2 separate regions of the Gossypium arboreum genome follow, and region 1 is linked to region 2. Evidence: chromatin contacts called from public Hi-C data. All regions are on one chromosome and are shown on one strand. The core of a region is the stretch at or near the end of the contact, and the rest is flanking DNA. Distances in the headings are between cores, read along the strand shown. Region 1 has its middle 4.0 kb from the start of LOC128292202. Region 2 has its middle 4.3 kb from the start of LOC108459662.

Region 1 (2,700 bases), core at 98-2,597, 290 kb before region 2:
ATCCATCCGCTCCACTCCCTTGCCACGACCTAGTCACATAGCCAGTAGTAGCAGCTCTTTGTATCAGAAATAAACGACAACCACCCTAAGCGGCTAAGCGACCAGATCTCCTTGCACATAAACAAGAGTATTATGTCTCGGAAATGGAAAAGAGTGAATATTCAGACTGATGAAATCCAACCCTTGTTCTGCTCTGGGTGCAAGAGCACGATATATTACGATCTTTAAGAAAAACCGATGCTCCTGGATAAGGGTTTCCAGCTTACTGGTAATAACGATGCCGATGCGCCGGCATTCATTCAGGAGGTCGTTAATGAACGGGGATGGAAAGTATTTTTTGATGTCTAAAATCTTTCGGATGAAGGTATTGTTCAAGAATTTTAGTCTCATTTTAATCTGTCTACAGTAACAATATTGCAGATTCGAGAAAGGGAATTGTTTCTAACAACATTAGTCATCAATGGCTTGTTTGATTTGCCTGATATTGAGAACGATGATTACTCGACCCTATGTGAAGATGTTAATGCGAAAAAAATTCAAGATGTTTTGAAAGTAGTCACAGTTCTTGGAGCTAAATGGACGCTTTTGAGGCAAGGTACTCGTTACTGTCAGAGAGAATTTCTGACTCAAAAGGAAAATATTTCATCTTCTAGCCCTGGAACCCGACCCGCAGAATCGAACTTGAGGATTTTGCTACACCTAGGTAGGATGTTGATGACGTGATCTCGTATACAACTTATAGGCCCAACCTCAAGAAGCCCAATCCCGAAACATTTGGGTCGAATCTAGAAGAATTGTCAGAACAAAGAATGATTCGTGATGCCTACGCGAGCTAGGGCCAAGATAATGAAGGAGTCATTCATAGGCCTAATTCAACATCTATTGGCTGAACCCAATCCGCTCAGCAACTATTCGGCTCCAGTTAAGGATCCAGGTTCGTGCAACTTGTTGCACGTGATGAATTAAGTCTAACAAGATTGTTTGGTTGCTTTCCCACAACTAGTTTTTCATTTATTTAATTTCCCTCAGCTCATGATTGCTAAACTTTAATTTTGGTGGTTTTTAGTTAAATTAGTTGTTAGTTTATTTATTCACTTTAATTGCATTTTAAATATGTTCTAATTTAGCTATTAAATTTGCCCAATTTTATTGCAACTTTATTATCATATTTAAAGTGTCGTAAATGTTGTTTATTGTGCTCGAAAGGAACAGCAATGGGCGGCTAGTTTGGGGAACAAATGTAACCATTCAAGTGATGATCCAAGGGCCATTCAACTACATGAAGATGCATGGAGTTTTCGGTCACTTAAAGGCTGATTCATGAAGGCATTTTAATGGTCAAGTGGAGATGAATGTATGAGAGGAAATGTTCATGAACCAGTAGCTTAAGCCAATCCATCTCCTATTTCCATGCATGGATATTCGGCCATTAAGGAGTGCATGAAGGGACCATTCAATTTGGATGCATGTGCATGGATTTTTCCTGCTAATTAAATGCTTAAATATGAACAAACATTGCTTAAGGGCTAAGGATGCATGGACGACACAAGGGGGAATGAATGCTGAATTTCCAAGCATTAAATGTGGGTTCATGTAATGTGAAAATACTTTGTACCTAAGGGATACATATATGGCCGGTTTTGAAGAGGCATTTTTCAAGTCCTATAAATATTCGGTCTAGGTCACTTTGGAAGAGTGAATAAACCAATCAATCAACTTTGAAACTCAAACTGAGTTTAAACTCTTTCTTCTTTTTAGAAATAAAATCAAACTTATCATGAACTTACCTTCATGCGGTGTTGATTAATAGATCCTATCGCTTCCCTTCTCAACTCTTTTTGAAGTGTAACGATCATCCTATATCGTTGGTTCCTATCTCAATATAGATAATGGGTAGCGATCTTTCTTAAAGCAACTAACTTGTTAAGACTTAACTTTGCTTTGTAGAAATCAAGTCACACTGTTTTATAGTGCTGGTTCATTTTTGGATCAAGTTTCGTTTTATCAATTTTTATTCATTCCGTTCTTCCAATACCCTAAATACATTTCAAGTTCTAAGCTTAACTTCCCTTTTTTTTCCGAGAAAGTACCTATTTAGACGAATAGGCATATCAAATCATGGGTCAAATTCTAAACTCGTAATCGGATTCATATTAGTTGATAACATGGATGAAGGGACAGAGTTTGATAGAGTGAACAACTAATTGGGGGGATTTTTTTTTTTTTTTGTCCTATTCCTTTAAGTTTTTCTGTGTAATAATTTTTTTAAGTTGCAATTATGAATAAAATTGAGTTAATTTGTAAATTATTCTTTTAAAAAATGAGAAGTATTGTAATGTGAATGTGCATGTCTAGGATAAGCCCTGGCAAGGAAAGACTGGGTATTTAAGCAGTCGAATGAGACTCACCTTCCTTTCCTAGGAGCCTACCTGGTGCATAGCTCACATTCATTTTTTTGATTTTGTCTCTTCTGCTATATACTTTTAGGCACTAAGGACATTGTTTCTATTTAGTAGGGAGACCATGCTATAATTTCTTTGATATTTTAAATTTTTTTATATTTTTTTGAGAAATTATATTTTGATACTTTTCGAAAATTGATTCTTTGATAAAGGTGTGCTTAAGCAAATTTTTGCTCAAAATATAATTTTTGCATAATATGTTAACTCTAGTATGCATGTCATCCTTTTATTTTAAATA
Region 2 (2,750 bases), core at 213-2,712:
TTTCTTTAGTAGTAATACCTAGGAGGGGGACATAACAACAATTTTCAGGATTCTTGGAGTACGAAGTTCGAATGTCCCAGAAAGATATCTTGGTCTTCCTAATAAGGTGGGCAGAAGAAAGAAGTTGGCATTTCAAAATTTGAGAGACAGAATTAAACAACGAATTGATTGCTGGAGTGTTAAACATCGATCTCAAGGCAGAAAAGTGGTATTTATAATGGCCATTCTACAAGCCATTCCAACCTATAGTATAGCATGTTTCTTACTCCTTAAATCTCTATGTGCTGAAATAGAAGGCATTTTTGCAAAATTCTGGTGGCAGAAAATTCGAGATAAAAGAGGCATTCATTGGTGTACTTGGAATGGTTTATGCTCTTTGAAACCAAACAAGGGTAGCGTCTTATTAATTTTCACAATTCTTTGCTTAATCGTGTTTTAAAAGCAAAGTATTATCCAAATATAGATTTCTCCAATGCGCAATTAGGAAATTTACCTTCGCTTACCTAGAAGAGTGTCTGGGCAGCAAAAGGGATTTGGATAAAGGACTATGTTGGAGGGTTGACACGAGGGAACGTATTTCCGTTTGGGGTGACTTATGGATATTGGGAGCTAAAATAGACAGATTACAGAATGGGACTAGTAATGAAAATATTAAGACAGTATCAGATTTGATTGATCCAGCTAGCAGAACTTGGAATACAGATTTAATCATTAGTACTTTTAATGCAGACGTTGCAAAGAAAAATATTGTAGATCCCTCTGGCAGAGACAACTTATGAAGACTTTCAAGTGTGTGCCGGGGGGAATCATCAGGCGAATTCTCAGTTAGAAGTGCCTATAAACTATTACAAGAGGCTAATTCGGGTCCTAGTAATAATTATTTACAAACTGAGACTAGAGATTTCTACAGGAAATTATGGAATTTACATCTCCCTCCGAAAATTAAAATTACAAACTGGAGAATTTCATGGAACTATATTCCTACTCTATCAAATCTCAAGAATAAAAAAGTGGTCGTAGCAGCTATCTGTCCCAAATGTCATAACCCTGAGGAAGATAGCAACCATATCTTCCGGCACTGTCCTACAGCAATAGATGTGTGGTCAAATTTAAATCTCGCCTGGGTATGTCATTATGATCTTAACAGTATATGGGAGTGGCTCACCTGGGTTTTTAGACGAGGAAATATTGAGCAATGTCGACTCTTCTGTTACGTACTATGGTCAATCTGGACATGCAGAAATCAGCTAGTTTACGAAAGAAAGAACTCTACAAGCAGAGATATCTCAAATCAAGTCATCAGCTACATTTCGGAGTTGCATGGAGTGGAACAGAAAAAATTTAGCTTAAATGTTGATAAAGGTCATGAATACACGGCAAGAAGCACGAGGGTAACTGTCTTATTTGATGCGGCTTTTGACAAGGGATCCTCCAGATCTGCTTCGGGTCTGGCTGTCCGTGATGAAAGGGGTGTGATCTTGGTATCCAAAACGGTTATCCACTCCGATATACCGACACCGCTAGCAGCGAAAACAGATGCCGGGTTACAAGCGATTCAGTTAGCCATTTCAATGGGTTTTAACAGTTTACAAATAGTGGGGGACTCTAAAACAGTGATAAAAAATGCCAATCAAAAGATCCGGACAAATTGACTATAGGAGCGTTCATCAGAGACAGTCAAAGCAAAAAGGTTTATTTTCAGAATATCGAGTTTCATTTTATCCCTAGATCAGAAAATGATTGTGCCTATTTCCTTGCCAAAGAAGCCTTGAAGAGAGGAATAGGATATTACCTGCAGGGGGAGGATCCGGACCATGCTCATCGTTACTAAGGCAGCCAGGTTGAGAACCGAAGAGTCAAGATGAAAGAGATGAGAGAGGTTTTCAAAGAAATTGATAGCAGAAGAGTAAAGATATGTTTGGGAACTGTTATCATAAAAGCTGAAATGGTGACATGAAAAGACAAGAGAAAATGGCATCCAACTGTGGTGATTGACGGGGCATTTAATTAGGTTTCCTTTTTTTTATTATTTATTTGAATTTTGTTTTGTTTAGGGGGCCTTCCTGATCGGTTAGGCCTGATTCTTTAGTTTTTTCAAGTTTATTTGTTGTTTTTCTTTTGGGTTTCAGTCCATTAATATGGCTGACTGTTTTTTTATGTATTTCTGATTTAGTCTTTTATAAAAGCCCAGTTGATTCTTCAAAAACAAAATTATTTTATAAGTTAGTATCTGGTATATTATCGGTATATATTTTTATTTTACAAATAATCTTAGAAAATTGTTGTGTTTTTAATACTTATATTTTAATATTTTATTATACTCTATAAAATACTTGTTAACTTCTTGACTCTACTTGTAGTAGTGTATCAAATATTTTCTTATTTTATTATAATTTTAATTATAAAACTATAAAATTAATATTATTGTGTCTTTTAGCACCTTAGTCAAACTCCACTTGAACTAACGAAGGTAGGAAATTTTTATGGAAAGACTGAAATTAAGTTGTATATTTTTATAAGAGTTAAAGTATAATTTTATTATTTTAATGATTTATATTTTATAATTTTTAAAGGATTAAATTATAATTTTATTATTTTTAGAAGTTAAAAGTAAAATTTTATTATGTACAATTTTAAAAATTTAAAGGATTAAAAATAAAATTTCCTGTTTAGGAGGTGGTGTCGCCCCTAACTTAAACAAACCATTAATAGTTATGAATACTTGGCCAAAAGAATACTGCCAAAAACAT

What was found. Hi-C and Micro-C count contacts between places; a contact is called where the count stands out from the background.
Region 1: a Hi-C map of leaf shows a contact between it and region 2, with 2.2 times the contacts expected there. The contact joins two enhancer-like sites. A contact is called at or near these places in 2 of 5 Hi-C or Micro-C datasets (both in leaf).

The regions. Positions count from the first base shown.
Region 1 is chr4:15,998,053-16,000,752 of ASM2569848v2, reverse strand. No RefSeq gene overlaps it. Among protein-coding and RNA genes, the nearest start is that of LOC128292202, 4.0 kb to the left of the region's middle. Within about 2 kb of position 1,347, at least 1 of the 2 cell types and tissues checked has an H3K27ac peak or open chromatin away from gene starts, as enhancers often do. A contact at or near this core is called in leaf, where this site is marked.
Region 2 is chr4:15,707,428-15,710,177 of ASM2569848v2, reverse strand. No RefSeq gene overlaps it. Among protein-coding and RNA genes, the nearest start is that of LOC108459662, 4.3 kb to the right of the region's middle. Within about 2 kb of position 1,462, at least 2 of the 2 cell types and tissues checked have an H3K27ac peak or open chromatin away from gene starts, as enhancers often do. A contact at or near this core is called in leaf, where this site is marked.